Regions from separate parts of the Gossypium hirsutum genome. Here all the other regions are linked to region 1. Evidence: chromatin contacts called from public Hi-C data. All regions are on one chromosome and are shown on one strand. The core of a region is the stretch at or near the end of the contact, and the rest is flanking DNA. Distances in the headings are between cores, read along the strand shown. Region 1 holds the start of LOC107960996. Region 2 holds the start of LOC107959937 (sulfhydryl oxidase 2). Region 3 holds the start of LOC107960995 (homeobox-leucine zipper protein HOX3).

What was found. A called contact is a pair of places that touch in the nucleus more often than the background predicts.
Region 2: a Hi-C map of leaf shows a contact between it and region 1, with 4 times the contacts expected there. The contact joins the promoter of LOC107959937 here to the promoter of LOC107960996 in region 1. A contact is called at or near these places in 12 of 34 Hi-C or Micro-C datasets (anther, callus, hypocotyl and 3 more).
Region 3: a contact with region 1 is called in a Hi-C map of hypocotyl, with 2.5 times the contacts expected there. The contact joins the promoter of LOC107960995 here to the promoter of LOC107960996 in region 1. A contact is called at or near these places in 2 of 34 Hi-C or Micro-C datasets (hypocotyl and leaf).

What each region holds. Positions count from the first base shown.
Region 1 is chrA05:48,807,822-48,811,533 of Gossypium_hirsutum_v2.1, reverse strand. It overlaps LOC107960996, which reads right to left and starts at 1,901. Exons shown (of 6, transcript XM_016897240.2): 1 at 1,738-1,901; 2 at 1,565-1,598; 3 at 1,197-1,267; 4 at 347-485; 5 at 64-177. The coding sequence starts at 1,901.
Region 2 is chrA05:49,007,129-49,010,840 of Gossypium_hirsutum_v2.1, reverse strand. LOC107959937 (sulfhydryl oxidase 2) reads left to right here and starts at 1,612. Exons shown (of 12, transcript XM_016896108.2): 1 at 1,612-1,987. The coding sequence starts at 1,773.
Region 3 is chrA05:48,954,981-48,958,692 of Gossypium_hirsutum_v2.1, reverse strand. It overlaps LOC107960995 (homeobox-leucine zipper protein HOX3), which reads right to left and starts at 2,157. Exons shown (of 4, transcript XM_041112580.1): 1 at 2,017-2,157; 2 at 1,660-1,853; 3 at 1,493-1,572. The coding sequence starts at 2,068.

The DNA.
Region 1 (3,712 bases), core at 652-3,151:
TTTTAATTAAATAGAATAAATTGCAACAAGTTTTTCTCAAGAAATTTAATCAGAGCTAGTTACCTCCATCATTCCAGTGTGAATAGCCGAAACCATTAAAGGCTGAACTGGTAGAAGTAAAGCCGTAGCTGCCATTAGTAACTTTGGGTTCTCATTCCGAATAGCTCTTGATAAACACTGTAAAAATAATACAGTTATAAAATTTAGAATTTGAAATAGAAAACGAAGCACCTATGCAACTTGTACGTTAAATAAATGAATATTCTTAATCAAGTCTGCAAATGGCGCATAACAAAAATGCTTAAAAATTCCAAGTTACTTGGAATACAAGCATATTTAAACTTACCACAGTGGCAGTGGCTATCATTGTATAGTCGGCCCACCTTAAGTATTTCCTCAGCTTTCCTCTAGAAGAATGATACAAAGTAGAGGCAACTCCAACTCCAATAAGTGAATTAGCATACAGCTTAGTATTAAAATTTCTCCTGCATCCATGTAAACACAGTTTTTATTAAAACATATTATTTAGACTCGGATCTATGCCTGACATGGATATATTCTTTTTCTTTTTCTAAAATGTTTTCTTGGAAAAATCATATCCTCACACCCATATGGTGATACCCATGGTTGAACAACCAACCAGTTAGACCTCCAATTTCAGGTTCAACCCGGATATTCAACTATCAAGAAAAAGTAGAAAACATAAATTAATAATAAAAGATGATTTCATAAAAAGTATAGAAGAATAAGAAACATATATTTATAAAAAAAAAAAGAAAAAAAAAGGAAAAAAAGAATCTACGATGAAAATGAACTGAAACATAATAAAAAAGCCAAATTCTTTTGTTGAAAAATATCCCAAATTAATAAAGCCAGAAAATCCGGTTAGTACCCATTTTTTCCAATTCCCAGTTTTCGATTTTTTACTGATTCTGTGCTGTTCACTAATTTTCTGGTTTAATTTATATGGTTGAATTGCCGGACTAATCGCTTCCCGATCAACCCATTGAATCAATCTGGTCCCTTTTTTCAACCATGCCCGTATCTCGAAGTATATCGGACATAGATATCAAACACAGATGCTTTAAAGAGGACTGTAGAAGCAAATTAAATAGATTGGTATCTTTTTTAAGAAGCAAATTAATAGATTGGTAGATTGATATCCTTTTTATGATGCAAATTAGAGAGAATATTACCTAGGGGCCTGGATCCCAAGAGCAATAAAGGGGAGTGATGTCAACACATTGGCAACTGTCTCCACAAGATTCTGGTCCCGTAACAAATTTTTCAAAGATTAGCATAGGCAAAGAATCTTAGATAGCAAAATTGAGAGCCAAGACATACACTCTTAAACTGTTTTTCTCGAATTTAAGTATGAGGGTCAGAAACGGTATGTGTCTAAGAAAAGCATATTAGATTTTTTCTAAGTTTTTTCTTGTATTTGGAGGCTCCTTGAAAGGATCATAGCCCTATAGCCATGTCCAAAAACAAGTCAGTCACAATTACTTCGAGAAAAATGAATGTCATTAGTACTTATTGCCATACCTTGCATACAACATCTTACAGGCCTTAAACAAGCTGGTCTCTGTTGCCATACCCTGAAAAACAGGTTTAAGCAAGTATATTATATTGAAATCACAGGCAAAACTAGTGCATTCACGAGGCTTTCTAGAAATAAATTGATAAGATAAGATTTAAACAGATCAACACTAATAGATATTTATTGCTTTAACTTACTGCATCAATAGTGGTTGATTTGCTGTAATGAATGATTTATCATGACTGGATTGGAAATCCCCTTGTTGGTTAATCTCCTCTAATGCAGATTGTGAATGAGGAAACACTTGCACCCCATGCAAACCCTCTAAGGCTTTACTATGTCTTAGTGCATTGGGACTCATGATCCTCGAAAGAAAGCGAAAAAAGTTTTAGCTGCCAGCAAAAACTTGCTGGCAATGGTTGGAAGAAGAGCGTAAGGTGCAATTTTTGTGCTAACCTGTGTACAAAGAAGCAATGTTGGGATCAAGTGCTAATATATGACACTCTTCATTTTTCTTTAAGTACTTATGTTTGATACTCTTACGCTAATTTGGGTATGCGTATAGGAATAGTACCCTCCAAATAATGGAAAAATTAGAAAAAAATTAAAGCATATCCGATCTGACACTCACAACAAGTCCGAGTAACATAGATATATATTGAATTCATGTTCAACAAGTTAAGCATATAATAAGGCTTCTAATAACACCAATTTGAAGAATTAGAATTGTCCTATGAATTAATGGGAGGTATAGTTTGATAGATATTAGTTTATTGAACGCCAAAAGAAGATCAGTTATAAAGAACCTATTCATTGTATGGCTTTCATTGGGAAATAAACGCAAACATTTAGCGAACGATGTCAATCTATGCAGTTAATAAAGCAGCATCTGAAAGTTCAACCAGAATAGCAATCTACACATGAATGATCCTCCGAATATACGAAGAAACTTTAAAAAATTGAACATACTCTTACATACCTGTATCCAATATCATACCCTAGTCTGAATAACATATAATACTCTCATAATATATTTCTTCCAACAATTTTAAGCATATGATCTAGCCTGTGAAAAACCCATCATAAACCACCAAATTGTGCATTCAGCAACTTCCAATGCCAAATTGTGATTTATCCATTAAGAATCCAGCGGCTTTGAAGAAAAGCCTTTTGATTTCAAATACTCCCTAAGAACTAGTTTTAGATAGCTAATCAAAAACCTCGGCCAATTAAATTCAAATCATTAACAGTCTGCTTGAAGCAAACCCAAATCTTAATAACAAACATAACCATTCAAAACCGTATCCATGATTTCCCAGGAATTCGCAAGCATCAAAATCCAGGGGCAAAAAAACCAGAAATGGGTTCCCAAGATACAAGCAAAAGAAGCAACCCCACATCAAGAAAATGGAAAACAACATCATTCCCGAGAATCAAAAAACAAATACACTGTATGTATGCATCATTATCATGATTACTATCAAGAAACATGTGTGTGGATGCATGTGTATATATGTGTATGTATGGAAGTACCTGGGAAGATGTGGGGCAAGCTGAGAAGAGAAGTGAAAGGATTGAAGATGCAGCCGAGGAGCTAAATTTTTATCCCTCAGAAAAAAAGTATAATTTTCATTAAGAAAATAAGAGAAAAACAGGAACAGAAAGATGATGAAGAAGAAGAAGGAGAAGATGGGAATGAGACAGGAATTTGTCTTCAATTGAGTGTCTGGATATTCTCCTATGCCTAATCAATATTCGCCACCTATACGCCAGTAGATTTGATTATTTTAGTAACCATTTATAGGGTTTCGGTTAAACTGATTTAATTGACTGAAACCCTTTTTTTTATTCAGTTAATAATTGAGGAAAAAATTCAATTATTCGTTAATTTAATTTGATTTAATCCAATTTTTTATTTATGAAAAAAAGGGATCGATTAATTTAATTTATTTGGTTGGAAGTGGGATAGGGTACAACTTGACGCCTTTGGCTAAATGAAATAATCGTAATTTTAATCCTTAATTATTAATAAATCTTTTTTTAAATAAAATTTTTAATTATAGTTTCTAAAAATTTATGATTTTTGCGACGTGTCATAGGTGATAATACCTTAAGGGGGACGAAATTGATAATATATTGCAGATTATGGGCTCAGCTCAGTCTGGCATTCAA
Region 2 (3,712 bases), core at 363-2,862, 200 kb before region 1:
AACTAACTAACGAAGCTTTTATGTTATTATAATTTTTATTTTATACAATTCTGCTTCAATTTTAAAATATTTTTAATACATTTTATTAGATATACATAATCTTATTGTGCATCACACCGGTAAACAAACTATCTAGTATCATTTTCAAGTCGAATTTCTTGTTGTTAAAAAAATTTACAAGATTGATATTATAGAGACTTACAAAATTAATTTTTATACCAACCTTTAATAATAAAAAATAAAAAATACCAAAAAAATTTCATTTTCAAATTCAATTCAAAATTTTAATTCATTTAATTATTTTCAAAACCCAAATCATATGAAACAATTTATATTTCAAATATTTTTCTTTTTCTTTTCTTATAATGAAAAACAATTTCCCTCATTTTTATATATTTTTATTTAATTTTTAGAATTTTTAAAAATTTTAAAACACTTTCAATTTTTATCATTTTATATAGAATTGATAGAAAGTATAAAAGTTAAAGACTAAAATTGTTATTATACCAACTAAGAAATTAATCACTTAACAGTTGAGTGACAAAAAAATTGAAAACATTAGTGACCAAATTGTAAATTTTCAAAGTTTATTGATCGAAATAAAAACTTACCCATAATTAATTGACTAATGTTATAATTTATCTTTTTTATTAACTAAGCACGAGTTTCGAAAAATAGATATATTAAGGGATAATATAATCTTTGGCTCTTGAACTTGGCAACCAAGTTCACTCTGGTGCCTGTACTTTTTTGGTCCACTTTGGCATTTGAATTTGACAATTAGGTTAATTTTGGTCTCTAAATTTGAAAAATATAAAAATTTTAATGATCAAGTGATGATGTGGTATAATCTTAATGCCACATTTAATGTTTTAACAATTGGACTGATCGTCGAACAGATCAAACATTCAACCAATTTGAACGGTTTGAATGCGAGATCAACAATAATTAAATAAAAAATTCAATACTCATACACAACTTTTAAATTTTACCAATTTCAAGCAGTTTCTAAGTCAATCGGTTCAACCCCTTTGTTGGATTACATCGATTAGTTCTCTGCCCATTTGATCTGATAACACTAGTAACATCATTAAATTTTAACAGAATCTAAGTTTAGGGATAAAAATGGATCTAGTTGCTAAGTTCAAAAACAAAAGTTGACCAAAAAAGTATAAATACTAAAGTGAACTTAGTTACAAAGTTTAAGAGCCAGAAATTATATTATCCCTATATTAAAGGTATCTAATTGAATTATTAAAATTTTATAAAATATATTTTAGGAACGCAATTAAATTACGAAAAAAAAAACAAATTACTTACAAAAATTTAATTCAGCTCAACCTTACCTTGTCTCCTAAACACCGAACTCTTCAACTTAGATCTTTCCTTATTTGTTTTATATTGAATCTAACTATGATCTCAGTCCCTACACTTTTTGGATTTCTAAAATTTAGTCTCTTTACTTTTTGATTTTAAAAATTTGATCCCTCTACTTGTCAGTATAATTGATAACACTCCTTTAGATTGGACTTCAGGTTTCAAATAAGGCAAGTAGAGGATTAAATATTTGGAATTAAAATTAAAGAGACATAATAGTAGAGGGAGTGGAACAGATTTATAGCTTATATATTTTTAAAATTTTAATATCCTACAAAAAGGTCAAAAACGTCGTAAAGAAAGGGCTTTTCATTTCGATTCAGATGAAGCTTTAAAAACTAAAAAGGGAAAGAAAACATAAAACATATTCAGTTTTCTTTTTCTCCCTATTTCTGATGTCTCATGTGTATTGGATTCTGATTTTGAACCTTTGGATCTTAAAAGCGACGTCGTTGCAATCGGGATCGAGGACGGTGCTTCGAGAGATTGGCAGCGGCGGCGGTGGTAGTGATCCGAAGGATTATGGCGTTGAACTGAACGCCACGAATTTCGATGGAGTTCTCAAGGACACTCCTGCTACTTATGCTATAGTCGAATTCTTCGCTCACTGGTTAGTACTTTTTTTAGTAATCATCCATTCTTAGCTAACCAACTGTTCTAAATCTTGAGCTTTTAGAAACGAAGAATATGCTCAATTTTCATAGTTCTTTGTAGTTGACCGTGTTGACTGTGGAAGAAATTTTTTATTTTATTTTATTTATTTACTTGATCAAAACTTAATATGCTGAAAATTAGCCTGAAATTTGGTTGTCGTGGTGAAGACCGGTACAGCTGAGCATGAGCAAACAAACAAACAAACAAACCGAAACCGATTTTGAACCGTAGTGTTAGGAACAGTTTTGGTTTGGCTTTTATTAGTTCCATTCGATTTCGTTCAGATACTAATTTAAACCTATTCGGTTAAGTTCGTTTTAGTTTCGAAAGTAAAAACAAAAACGTACTCAAAGCCTAATTATATTTTTTATTGAATATTTTATTTTATTTTTAAGTTAGTGGAAAATAAAATTTAATACAATTTTTTAAATTTTGGAAAAAGATGAATCAAGCCGATCCAAACAATTGTAGTTTGGTTCAGTTTGGCTAGGTTCATTATAAATGGATTTTGGTTTGGTTCCTAAGATTTTGCCTGTTAGGATGTAAAGAAAATTGGAAAGATGAGAAATTGAAGAGTAGAAAAAATAGAACGATAGAAAATATAATATTTCTTTCCATAAGTGTGCGTGTTACGAAAGGAATAGTAAAGGAAAATTTGAAAGAATTCTTTCCATGAAAAGAAAATAAAATATTTGAAAAATATATAATTTTGAACTAACATACACCTGGCTCTCATTTTCTCTCATCACATTCCAATTTGGAAGGATTGGGTATTATCCATTAGGATAGAAATGATCATCTCTCCTATTTTCTTTCCTGCTAAGTACACTCAAAATTTATATTCTTTTCACTTTTTCACTCCATGCTCTTTTTTTTTTTTAAGTTAATAAACGTTTAAAATTGTAGACATGGATATATTGAATCTTTACGAGTTTCCTTTCCATATAATTGAATGCATCATATTATAACGTATAATTGCTCGATTTTAAGAATTAGATGGATCACTATGTAGGAAATTGAATGTCCCTTTTTGTTCACCGAACAAAGTCGGTTATTTTAACCTTTTTCAGTTTTCTTTGTATATAATTGAATGCATTTGTATTATAATATATAATTGCTGGAATTTAAGAATTAGAGGGATGGCTTTTCACATTTTTATACTAGATAGAGAATTGGTGTTTTAAAGTTCATGTTCGTATTCTTAAATATCATAATGCGTGAGATATGAGGAATGACTTTTCAGAATTCAACAATGGTTCTTTTTGTTTATTTCTATAACAAACTTGTGCCATTTCCCCTCCTAACCTTCCTGAATTGTTTCGAAATTTGACACTTTCTGATAAACATAAATATGAGGGTATTTTTTTTACATCCAAATAGGAAATGAGTTGGCAAACCAATGAATGATCACGGTTGTTCATATTTCATAGCCAGATTGATGTATTGCATTGATTCAGTAATGAACTTATCCAGAATCCAATTACCCTTAATATAATTTATTTCCTAATAGTTTCCGTTTTTGCTCAATTTTATGTAATTTATAACTGCAAAAGCTTTTACTTTCTCATGAAAATGGAACATTTTATGCACAAGTGCATGTGCTTGCATGCAGTGAACTTGCCTGTTTCCATAGAACTGCCATGCTGCCTAGGTTAAGTTTTACATAGCTAAAAAGTTTAGT
Region 3 (3,712 bases), core at 908-3,407, 150 kb before region 1:
GATCTATGACATCCAACAAGTAGACCTCGTATCTTAACATCTAAGACTTTTCATCTATATTACAATATTGTTTGTAAAAAGAATATATGCATATATACAATCTATATTAGTAACATTTTTTGGGTTATTTTTAAATTTTTCATGTCATGCTTACGTGATTATATATATACACACAAAGGTAGCCAACCTATCTTTGAAACAGATATAATTTAGGTTTTGAATGGGTACATTAAATTTCTTGACTTATTTTCTTAATTTAAAGAAATATATATGTATTAAATGCGCTTGAAAAAACATGAGTAGGTTAATTACGAATTTTAAAAAAAGAAAGAGAGAGGGAAGTATGGGCAATATAAAGCTCTTAAATAAGTAAAAACATTTCGTAATTATCTTTATAATTTCCAAAGGAGAGCAAAGGAATTCAAACTTGGATTTTATTCATAATTTATAAATAAAACGCATTTATTGACTTATTAAAGAGAATACTACAATATAATGTAGCAATAAATCAAAAGAAAACAGCGTTTAATTTCATTCAATAATATAATACACGTATGTAATCATTCATCAATGCATGGCTATGTCCAAAGAATGATGGATCAATGCAGCACTTTATTAATCCTCATAACATTTTATTATACAAGGTAAAAAGGTGACAAATTATATATCAATATGTTATTATAAAAGAGACATGCAATACTCTCAATTGGCGTTATGATTGTTATATATTTGATGTTTTAAGAACCACGACCATCATTGTTTTGATCCTAAAAAGTTGTATCATCTCATGCATGAAATCGAGCCAAATCATTCATTTTTCATAATTATGTTCATTTACTTGTCGGTTTTTTTGTCCTTTTAGTTAAAGAATTATTTATTATTTTAAGTTTCTTTTCTCTTTTAAATATTTTAAAATACAAAATACAAATTATAACCCTTTCATCTGTATATAACATCAACTTCCTTTGATAGCACCAAATTGGCAAATTACCAATAGTTCTAACTTTCTCTCTAGAATCAAATTTATAACCTATGTTTTTATGTAATCACAGATACAATAAATGTTATAACTCACAAAATAAATATTGCATTACAACTGGTATTTGAGTTCATGATTATAAGAACGAAAGTGATATATCAACTTCCAAAGACAATAGTTTGTCGAGGAAAAGACAAAGAAAACAACCCGTAATCATAAAATATCATATCCATAATAACTAAAACTTTGAAAATAATTTGTTTGGTTTTTTATTTTTAAAAGAAAAATGGAAAACATATAGTTTCACTTTCTATCTTTAAATTATTAGTGTACGAAAAAAAAAAAGAATATGTGTAGAATCTGATTCAGATTATATACTTTATGATATTCTTGTCAACGTTTTGATGATATTTACCCTAATCTACTTTTAATCCCACCCACTAAACCAAAATAATAAAAACCCAGATATTTTATAATTTAATTTCAATCAATATATACATATGTGAACAGTACCTGGCTCGACGATTCTGGAACCAAACTTCAACTTGTCGGGGCCGAAGCTTGAGTTCTGAAGCCAATGCTTCTTTCTGCCTCTGAAAAAAAACAAAGGAATATCAAAATAAACTGAATTTATTTATGTAGTTTTTTTTTTGGTGTTTTGATGATTTTATTACACATACAGGGTTTAGGGTATGGTTCTGCCTGAAACTTTCTTCGAGCAAACGAGACTGTTCTTTCGAAAGACGAAGCTTTTTGCGAGGAACGACGCCGTCATTGGTGGTGTTTTCTTCGTCGACGACGACTTCCATGGTGGAGGCGATCCATTCATCATCGGATCCTGGCGATGGTAATCGGTTCATATCCAAATCTCTCGCTGTAAAAAGAAAACACGAAAATTTGAAGCAAAATCAATTCTTCATCAAGCATGAACAACATCAGATCAAATAGAAAACAAAAAACAGACTATTTCATTGGGGGAAAAAACATGGGATTTTCGAGGGGATTGAGGGTTTTGTTTTTTTTTTTTTTTTGCGTACCGGAAGAAGGAACTGATATAGTTAAGTCCAAGTTAGAAGAAGAAAACGCCATGAAATTTGCTGAAGAAGAAAGGTAAAAGGTAAAGTTTTTTTAAAAAAAAAATAATAATAAATAAGGATATGTATTTATATATAGAAGAGAAGAATATGAAAGGAAATGAAATGAAGGAGAAGGAAGATTAGGGTGTGTGATAGATATAAAGGTCAAAGTCATAATAAATACATATAATAAATGGGAAAAAAAATGGTTTTCCAATAAGGAAACAATAAGAATTAAAATAAGAATTGATGATCATTTATGACTAGATTTAATATTTAATATTTAATAATTTAAATTACTTAGATTTAATTATAAAAATTATATTAATTTCTATTTTTATTTTTAAATAATTTCATCTATGAATATTATCAAAATTTAGTGTTACGAAATAAATATACATGAAGAAAATAATTTTTAATATAAAGAAAGCAAATGAGAGAGGAAGTGGTAAAGAAATAGCCCTATTGACTGTGGTGGTGAGGTCAAAGGCTTTGACCCATGTGATGTGAGACACGTGTCAAGAGGATGGAAAATCTAGGAGGGTTGTAGGAGAATAACCGGCAGGTTTTCTGTTAATCAGTGGTGAGTCTGTCTGTGGGTTGAAAGGTCAGGTGATGAAATAATTGGGTCTGATCTAGGAATGGGGCAGGGCAGTCCAAATTTGATTCTATTTTTATTCTTAGATTTATATAAAAAGAAATAAAATATTATAAAAGATGGATGTAAGTTGAGTATGATTATTTATATAATATTGGATTCAATAATTATCACATTTTGACATTTTTCATTCTTTTTTATCTTCTTTAATGCTGATTGCTGACCTTACTTCCGGTTAAGATATAAATATGATTTATTTTAAATTTTAAGAATTTATTATTATTATTAAATTTACTCATATCATCTCTTGTTTGTATAGCATGAATAAAAGTGATTTGTCCTCTATATTCCTAGACACAACAATACATTAGTTAAAATGATTTTTGCGAACAAGGAAGAGCTATGTTTTTTTGAGGTCTCGTCTTTAGATATTAAAGGAATTTTAAAAGAAGATATCGGAAGGGGCATTATATTCCTAGATATTACCTTATAAACTTTTAATATCTTTTAGTCTGGTTTTACACAAAATTAAAAAAAATAAAAAATAAATGCCATTTTCTTAATTTTACTTGTCGAGTATTAAAATTTCGCTGATTATTCAATTAATATGATTTAATTTAAAAATTAAGTTTATTTGACCAAAAAAAAAGAATTGCAAGGGATTAGTGAGGAATTTAATGCTATTTTATTTGATTGAAAAGTTCCGAGGAAACTATAACGCCAAAGTTTGAACATTAATGTAAAGTGAAAAAGGAAATAAATAATAATTTAAAGATATATATTATGTATTTATGGTACCTTTACTTTTAAGTAATTATAATTAGGGGTGGTAATTTTTATATTTTAAAATTAATTAATTGACTTTTTGATTCATTTTGAAGTAATTTGATAAATTATATAAATTTAAGAGTTAAAATGATTGTTTTTATAAAATTGGAGGATGGAAAAAGAAAAAAGGCATATGATAAGAATAGAGAAATGTGGTTTTGGAGGTGTGAAAGGTTGATTGATTAGCATTTCAATTAAGACAAGTAAATAAGGGTTTGATAGTGATGAATT